3 separate regions of the Mus musculus genome follow, and all the other regions are linked to region 3. The links are chromatin contacts, called in public Hi-C and promoter capture Hi-C maps. All regions are on one chromosome and are shown on one strand. Each heading gives the region's core, a stretch centred on a gene start, on an enhancer-like site or on the middle of the called end of the contact. The rest is flanking DNA. Distances are from core to core; before and after follow the strand shown.

Region 1 (2,700 bases), core at 25-2,524, 180 kb before region 3:
TTGTTTACAGGCTTCTGTTATTAAGGAAATTGCTGTCAGTCAAGGTAATTCTAGCCCAGATAAGCAATAAATAAGCTCCCAGCTAATCTTATGGGGATTTTATTGGCACCTGGGGTTAGAGGTCCTTTGCCCTGCTCCCCTTTCTCCCAAAGCAAAATCCTGCCTCCCAAGGGGTCCCTCTACCTCAACGTGAGAGACTTCACGTTAATACAACTTCGGATGTACACTCTTTGAAGGAAAATGGGAATCAGGCAATGATGAAACATAACCTCCTGGTCCTACCTGGAGGCAGAAGAATGACCAAGTGACCTGAAATGAACCCTTGGCGACCCAATAGCATCAAGGCATGCGCGAGTTTCCCCTCGGTTTGCCCGGCCGCTCAGGGGTGGTCACCTGGCCCAGGCTGGGAGCCAGGTCTGATACAGCAAGCTGGCTTGCCAGAGTTGGTTGCAGCGTGTTCGAGTTCCGGCTGCGAGCCCTCGGGGACTAGGGCAGCAAGTTCCAGCTTGCAGAAATGAGAAGCGAGTCCCAGGGGAGTGCGAGACGCAGCGAGACCGGGTGCGCGCCTAGGCGCGTGCCCCGCCACGGCGCAGGGGGAGGGGAAGTCGCCGCAGCCACTCAGAGGCACGATAGTGAAGCCTCCCAACAACTTTAACTGTCAATCAGACTTAATGGGGTATTAAAAAAAAAAAAAAAAAAAAAAAGGAGGGGGCGCCCTTTCGGTCCACGCCGCAGCTGCCCCGCGGACGAAGTAATAGGGCGGTGCAGACTAGGGCGTCCTATCCACGAGTGCTCCACAGTACGGGCCCGACCAAGTTGGAAAGAACAAAAAAGAAGGCAATAAATACTAAAGGGGAGGGGGGAAGAGAGGGAGCCACACCGAGCGGCAACTCCCAGCCCGGGCTGCAAGAGAGGGAGGAGGGAACCGGAGAGAGCGGGCGCGCGCGAGGGCGAGCTGTGCACGAGAAGAAACTGACACCCGGACCCCCCACTTCTCCTGCACGGTGCTGGCAATCAGATCGCGTTTAAGCAATTTCCTGAGCCCAAGAATAGCAATGAGTCGGGAGACTTTCGCGGACTGAAATTGGGAGCTGCAATCACTCCCCAGGTTTTGTGTGTGGTGTTTTTGTGTGTGGTTTTTTCCCCCCTTTCTTTTTCTGGAGAAAGTTGGAGGGGGGCGCTACAATTGGGAAACAGCTTTTTTGTTTGTTTGTTTTGTTAATCTTGCACTTTGAAACCGCGGACTGTAGCTGTGTGCGCGCTGTGGTTGGTGCTTTTTTTTTTTTTTTTTTTCGTCCCTGGCCTTGCCTAAACTCTTCTGTCGGTCTGTAAACATTACCTGTGAATTTCCCAGCCGAAACGGCTGTTGGGGCAAGAAACTTCTTGTTAAAACTTCCCACCCCTTGGACTCTCCACAGCCCCTCTCACCGTCCCAATCTTCTGAGACGCTTTTTACCTCTCCGCCAGAGCAGAGTTTATCTTTTTTTTCTTTTTCTTTTTTTTTTCTTTTTCCTCCCATTTTTCCTCGCCCTGTCCTTTACATCTGAAAGGAGATCAGTTCAAGAGTGACCAGGTGGGACGCCTCCTTTTCCTTATTTAGTTTATTATTGTTTGGGGGAGTTTTCTTTCTATCTTTTTTTAATTCCTGTCCGGGGAGTTTTGTCCACCGCCTCCTACCACCTCCCCCTGTACCCCGCTCCTCCGCGCGGAGGATGGTGTGGAAATGGCTGGGCGCGCTGGTAGTGTTCCCTCTGCAAATGATCTATTTGGTAACCAAAGCAGCCGTGGGAATGGTGTTGCCCCCCAAGCTTCGGGACTTGTCGCGGGAGTCAGTCCTCATCACCGGCGGTGGGAGAGGCATCGGACGCCACCTCGCTCGGGAGTTCGCAGAGCGTGGCGCCAGAAAGGTACACGGCGTGGGGGCGGGGTGGCACTGCGACACCTGGAGTGGGCGCTGAGGGTAAAGGGACTCTGGCACGCAGGGAGGGGGAGGCAGTCGTGGGGGGTGTTCCCACCTGCTGCGGGTGCGGAAACCAGCGCCAACGATCTGAAAGTCTCAAGCCACCCACTCCTTGCATCACCTGGGACTGCGAAGCAAGTCGGTTTCATCCTTCATAGATTTCCCGGGCACCGGACTGTGTTTTGGCAGGCCCTGAGTTGCTTGGCTCCCCTGGGATTGGTATCTCGCTGGCTATTTACCCCTACCAACTACCATACCTAGAATACCCACCCATTTTGCCGCATGACTCTTTCTCTAAGGTGTAGTGCCCTCTCTCTCTCTTTGCCCGCACCCTGCCAAGCGCAGGGTGTGCGCGCGCCCCTAGGTAGAGCTGGAAGCCAAACCCCCTGCTAGCTTGCGCTTGGTATTTTGCTTGGCAACTCGCTGCCTAGTCCCAAACAAGCTGAGAGGTTGCAGCTAGGCAGGGACGTGAGATAGGGTGCTCGGTTCAGATTTGTAAAGGAGAGAGTTGACGTGGATGGTCTAGTCCGGCTGAAAGACTGGGAGGCCCAGGTGTTTAAAATTCTGAAAGAGGGGTGAGGGGGTAGCCAGCCGCTGATAAAGAGAGCCCTTGTCCTCACCTTCAACCTTGATTCCCACCCCCGCCCTCTTCATCGGAGGGGATCCTTCTCAGCTGGATTGGAAGGTGGCACTGTGCCCCTCTGACCACTGCCTCTTATTATGTGGGTGACACCAGCTCC
Region 2 (2,808 bases), core at 293-2,792, 210 kb after region 3:
CCTGGCACCTTAAAAAGAAACCAAGTAAAGAAATAATAAGTGTGTCTTTTGTTGTTTAATCACAATATTTTGAGGCTGGAGAGGTGGCTGAGACATTAAGAGCACTGGCTGCTCTTCAGGAGGATCTAGATTCGGTTCCCAGCATCCGCTCACAACCTCTGTAACTCCAATTTCAATGGATCCAGTGCCCTCTTCTGGCCTCAGTGGGCACCATGCTTGTGGTGTTACATACATGCAAGCAAATGCTCATATACACTTTAAATAGTTAAAAATTAAAATGATAATTACTGTTTATTTCTTTAAATGTGCTAATATGTAACCCCATTAGAAGAAGTCAATAATAAAATCATTTGGGCATGGCCACATTGGGACTCCATTATTTTCTCAGTTTGAGGAGAGGCGTAAAACACTGGCCTCGAACTTGTCCAAGGATGATCTTGAACTCCCGATCTCTCTCTCCCTTACTCCCAAGTGCTGATATTACAAATGGCACCATCACATCTGAGTTTGAAACAGGTTCTCACTATGTAGCCCTGGCTGCTGTGAACACACAGAGATCCACTTGCCTCTGCGGGGATTAAAGGCACAAACCAGCTGCCTCTGTCTCCCAAGAGCTGGAACTCCGGGTGTGTCCCACTACACATTTTGAGGTTCTGATGATTGTCCTCTTTTCTGGAGCCTTTCCAGGCCGTCTCTCCACCTAGGGAACCCATTGATTAAGTCTGTTAGGTCTCCAAAAGCAGATTTCTGTGTTGGGGGCTCTCCTGCCTCTTGCAGCTTTGTGATGGGACTGACCGCACAGTGTCAGAGATGGAAGGAACGGATTCCTCTTATCCTAAAATTCTTCTAAAAAGTGAAGCCTCATTAGGATTTTTCCAAGCTAAATGATTACCAAGGGGCTGAGGACCCCCTGTAAGAGGCCCCAGGTTTGCTAACACAGTTTAGATTTTCTATGACAGGAGAAAAAAATGTATAGATTCTAACTTTCAGAAACAAGCATGTATTTACATCAAGGTGAAAAAAAAAAAAGCAGAATCTAAAGCTGGGCAGTGGCGACCTTTGACACCTTTGATCCCAGCACTACAGAGGGAGGCATAGGCAGGCTAATCTTTGAGTTCAAGGTCAGTTTGGTCTAAAAATCAAGTTCCAGGACATCGAGGGCTACACAGACAAACCCTGTCTCGAAAAGCCAAAAAAAAAAAAAAAAAAAAAAGAGTTACATTAAAAAAAATAGAGGGCAGAATCTAGAGGGCCTCATCCTCTGCCAACAGCCTGCCCTGTTACAGCCTGTGAATTCTCTGAGAAAGACCCAAAGTAGAACTTGCCAAGGGCAGAGTTCAGATTGCCCAAGGCTCTTCCCTTAAAAAATAACGATTGCGTTAGCCTGCTTGTCCTCATTTGTTGGTTTCCTTGCTTTTTGGAATAATCACAATCTACTTGTAAATCTATTCCGAACCCCAGGGCCCAAGTCCAGGACAGACTGTACAGCAGTGGCCCCGGGCTCAGCTGGCTGATCACTGATCCGCTCCAAAGGCCACGCTTGGAGATTCATGAGTGCCAGAGATTTAAAGCTCTGTTCCTACTCTGAACTCTCAGTCCCATGGCAGAGCTGTGGGAGGCAGGACAGCTCTGACGTAGAAGTTTGCAATTGGGACCAGTAGACTCAGTAAATAGACTCCCTAGGTGGAGAGATGACCTGGAAGGGCTCCCGAAAAAAAAGGACAATCCCCAGCACCTCAAAATAGCATGTTGGAGTACCAAGTGCACGAGAAGCAAAGGCAGGTGGATCTCTGTGTATTCGTGCTGGCCAGGGTTACATAGTGAGAACATCTCTCAAAAAACAAACAACAAACAAACAAACATAAAAACCCTACAAAACAAAACAACAACAATCCTCCCCCTGACACACATATACAACAAGAAGTTCAAGGCTAGTCTCAGCTACAGGACATATTTGAGGACATCTGGGCTACATGAGACCCTGTCTCAAAAAATGAAAAACAAAACCAAAATGGTACCCGCAACACAAAAGGACATGTCTGGAGGGATTCCTGCTACCCAGCTCTGGGACAGTGGTTAAGAATTTGCTACAATGATGGCAACATTAAAATAATGAAAGAAACCTATGAATGCACACAGATATACATACACTAACAAGAAAACAAACCTTGATTAAAAGCAGAGCAGGTTATTGACAAATCTCTAAACCCTCCTTTACCAGTCATTACCAAGGCATTATCAAGGTGTGGCTTGGCTGATGGGTTTGCAAGAGTGCTCCAAATACACAGTGCCAGGAAAATGACAGATGGAAGTGTGGCAGGAAGCTCCCCAAAGATCTCAGCATCAAAGACTGATGGCCCAAGTCCATTCTTGTAGTTTGTACTAGAGGTCAAGACCCAAGATCAGGACTACAGGCCAGATCAGCTCATGACTCTCCCTAGTGTGAAGGCTTTGATACCCAAGGAATAATTGGGAACTGACCAAGATGAGAGGAGAACCACAGATCTGGTGACCAATGGAAGCATGGGATCCAAGCCAAAAATGTTATTGGGACACATCAAAAAAACCCATTCTGACCAGGTATGACGGCACTTCTAGTTCCAGCACTAAGGAGACAGAGGCAGGTGGGTCTGTGTGTTTGAGGGTGGTCTGGTCTACAGAGTGAATTTTAGGACAGCCAGGACTACATGGAAAAATCCTGTCTCAAAAAAACCAAAAAAGAAGGAAGGAAGGAAGGGAGGGAGGGAGGGAGGGAGGGAGGGAGGGAGGGAGGGAGGGAGGAAGGGAGGGAGGAAGGAAGGAAGGAAG
Region 3 (3,084 bases), core at 307-2,806:
TCTTTTTCATTTTTTAAATTTTATTTTGCTCTGTGTGTGTAATGTATGTTGAGTGCCACCATGAGTGTCTAGTGGTACACACGTGTGGAAGTCTAAGGACAATTCTCAGGAGTTGGTTTTCTCCTTTCACCATTAGATCTGGGGCTCAAACTCAGGTCCTCAGGATTATGTGGTAAACCCTAGCCAGCTCATCAGGCCATACTAAACCCCTAAATCAAGCAACCAAAATTTGAAAGTGGTACAAATTTTTAAAGAAGTATTCTTTGAGACTGGAGAGATGGCTTCATGGTTAAGAGCATATATGCTCTTGCAGAGGACCCATGAAGTTTACTTCCCGGCACCCACATCAGACAGCAAGCCACAACTGCTTGTAACTCCAACCTCCAGCTCTAGGCAGTGATCTAAAGACCTTACCTGGATTCTAAGGTAAGGCGCACTGATAAATGCACACCCGCCCCCCCCCCAGGTCCCACCCAATAGACATACACATGTATAAATAGTTAAAATAAACTTTAAAGAAAATTGTATAACCTATACACTTAGTATTTGAAGAGGTGGGCTAGTTTGCCCATTTGACAGGTCAGGGAGCAGGCTCCAAGAGCTTAGATGCCTCATGTGCACTACTCAGGCTGAAACTAGCTGACCAAAATAATCCAACAAGGTACATGCTGTCACTGTCCTTATAGAAGAGGAGGAAGTCATAGTGTGGGGAGAAGAAGTAACTTTCCCACGCTGCCAGGACTGGTGAGCGGTGGGACAAATGTGACCCTTCCCATTCTAGAGTGTACTTAACTGTTCTTTCATGTTGCCTCCCTAACACAATCCACATAGCCCCACTGCAGGGACACCTTTACCCAAGCTGTGACTCTCAGGGTCACATACTTCTAGCATGTAGGAGCTGCACCACAGCTGTGGACACCCCTGGTACCCACTAATTCGTTCACATGATACGCATGTGCCAGAAAGATAGTTTTTTCATTGTACATTTTTTCTTATCAACTACCAGGAATTGAATCTAGGGCTGGCAGTGTAGCTACTGAGCTACATCCTATAAATTGGAAACCAAAGGTTCTAATGCGAACATCAGAGTAGCAATGGCCAGATCTGAGACCCAGCTGCACGGTCACAGTGAGCTAGTTTCAGCCTGAGTAATGCACATGAGGCATCTAAGCTCCTGGAGCCTGCTCCCTGACCTGCCAAATGGACAAACTAACCCACCTCTTCAAGTTCTTGTGTTAAGTGTAATAACCACAAAGTGCTCAGTGTGAGCCTGGCATGGCTGTGTCTTCAGAAGTGTGTGCTATGCTATCATCCCCACACGTCTGACATATCACTTCATGTATATTATCTTAGACGGTTCCTTTAAAACCCCTAGGAACTTGATAAGAAGATGCAGCTCAGGAGGAGTGAGAAATCCAGCTTCAAATTGAGAGCAGCGCCTGTTCTGCCGTTGGAACTGCTGTCCATGCCAATGACACCAAAGTCAGCCTGGAGCTCTCAGGCAGCTCCCACAGCCTGACCTGTGCTCACATTTGCCCACAGGACTGGCCAACACAGGAAGCAGCTCAGGTGCTGCAGGCTGAGGTATGACCCAGTTGCCCAGTGAGGACAGCTGGCCTTCAGGGATTAACCTGACCTAAGCTGGAACCAACCAGAACTCTCTTAAAAAATGAAGATACATCATCTTTCTGAGGTGCCCTTTCCCTCTTTGCTAGCAACTTAGTCTGTACACCTGAGGTGAGACTGAGGAAGGAAGGGAGAAGTCCATGGGGCTGAATGGATTTCAAGTTGCCCAGGACGACTGGAAATTGTCCAGACTTTCATAACCTCGAAGTGCAACTGACTATGAATAAACTACCTCATGCCACATGTGGTGACATATTAGTGTAAACACAGCCCTCCACCAGGGCCCTTGGAATTGTAGAACTTAAACTACGCAGACTCTTCAGGTCTATGCATGCCACATGACAACTCCGTAATCGTCCTCCCGAGAGTGGTTGCTGCATCTCTGCCGACCCTAACTGATGTCATCTTTCAGTTTCAACTACTTACTACCTCTGTTCCTGCCATTTGTAAGATCTCTGACCAATTTTTACTGCTAGCCCTGAGCTCTTACCTTCTTTTTCAGGATGACTCTCTGCGTCTTTGGAGACACATCCAAGACAAGTTCTGCACAGGTAATCGCCTTGTGGGAAGCCACAGGCCTTCCTTTTCCCTCCTGCAAACTAAGAGGAAATAAATGAGTGCACACACGTACACACAGAACAAAGCATAAATCTCTATTAAAGAACAAACAGTTCGGCCTGTGCTGTAATCTCAGCACTCAGGAAACTGAAGTAGAAAGAGAACCCAGGCTATACAGAAAGACTCTGTCTCAAAACAAACAAAAATTCACAAAATACAGAAGAGAAAGCCAGACAGGACAAAGGCTTAGTTAGAGCTGCCCCTACCTTTGCACAATTCAAGGCTTATTTTTAAGAACACAAAACTCAAGCATTTTCCCTTTCCTCATAATTTCATTGGCACAAAATTAAGACATGAAACAATGAGCATAAATCTTTAAGGGAGACATGGCACAACCAAGGCAGATATCCCAAGGGATCATTAGGATGAGAAGAATGGGCCAATAGACACCGCGCCCCACTTTAGGCCTGTGACTCAAAACTCCCAAGCTTTATGGAATGTTGCAGTCTTGTTCTGCTTGAGGCATCTTTTTTCTTGTTCTCCTCCTCCTCCTCCTCCTCCTCCTCCTGCTCCTCCTCCTCCTCCTCCTGTTCCTCCTCCTGCTCCTCTTCCTCCTCCTCCTCCTCCTGCTCCTCCTCCTGCTCCTCCTCCTCTTCCTCCTTCTTCTTTTCTCCTTCTCCTCCCCCTCCTCCTCCTCCTTCTTCATCATCATTATCATCATCATTTGTGTAGGCTGTTGGGGACTATATACATATGGCTGGGTAAACTCACCTGTGTATATACATTATTCAGTAAGGCCAGAGATCCACATTGGATATCTGCCTCAATTACTCTATATCTTATTATTTGAAACAGGGTCTTGTTGGACCTGGGACTGTGTCAGTTAGCTTAGCTGGCCAG

What was found. Promoter capture Hi-C pulls out the DNA fragments that hold promoters and counts their contacts. A called contact is a pair of places that touch in the nucleus more often than the background predicts.
Region 1: a contact with region 3 is called in a promoter capture Hi-C map of liver. The contact joins the promoter of Dhrs3 here to the enhancer-like site in region 3. A contact is called at or near these places in 22 of 39 promoter capture datasets (the 3T3-L1 cell line, 3T3-L1-derived adipocytes, the C10 cell line and 14 more), 1 of 15 datasets of contacts at CTCF or cohesin (large pre-B cells), 17 of 484 Hi-C or Micro-C datasets (ECoMG myeloid progenitors, the MNK3 cell line, Th2 cells and 8 more), 35 of 115 datasets of contacts at active chromatin or transcription factors (the 230-238 cell line, the HPC-7 cell line, the NIH/3T3 cell line and 24 more) and 4 of 9 other capture datasets (adipose tissue, embryonic stem cells, liver and 1 more).
Region 2: a Hi-C map of liver shows a contact between it and region 3, with 3 times the contacts expected there. The contact joins two enhancer-like sites. A contact is called at or near these places in 4 of 484 Hi-C or Micro-C datasets (the AtT-20 cell line, CD4 T cells and liver), 2 of 115 datasets of contacts at active chromatin or transcription factors (both in embryonic stem cells) and 3 of 9 other capture datasets (adipose tissue, embryonic stem cells and liver).

What each region holds. Positions count from the first base shown.
Region 1 is chr4:144,891,803-144,894,502 of GRCm38.p6, forward strand. It overlaps Dhrs3 (dehydrogenase/reductase (SDR family) member 3), which reads left to right and starts at 1,275. Exons shown (of 6, transcript NM_011303.7): 1 at 1,275-1,907. The coding sequence starts at 1,713. It also overlaps a transcript of Vps13d not described here.
Region 2 is chr4:145,279,734-145,282,541 of GRCm38.p6, forward strand. The region is part of intron 10 of Tnfrsf8 (tumor necrosis factor receptor superfamily, member 8); the gene reads right to left. Among named protein-coding and RNA genes, the nearest start is that of Gm36233, 16 kb to the left of the region's middle. Within about 2 kb of position 1,543, at least 23 of the 459 cell types and tissues checked have an H3K27ac peak or open chromatin away from gene starts, as enhancers often do. A contact at or near this core is called in liver, where this site is marked.
Region 3 is chr4:145,070,270-145,073,353 of GRCm38.p6, forward strand. Vps13d (vacuolar protein sorting 13D) reads right to left here. Exons shown (of 70, transcript NM_001276465.1): 55 at 2,117-2,225. Among named protein-coding and RNA genes, the nearest start is that of Gm36317, 110 kb to the left of the region's middle. Within about 2 kb of position 1,557, at least 5 of the 459 cell types and tissues checked have an H3K27ac peak or open chromatin away from gene starts, as enhancers often do. A contact at or near this core is called in the MNK3 cell line, hepatocytes and liver, where this site is marked.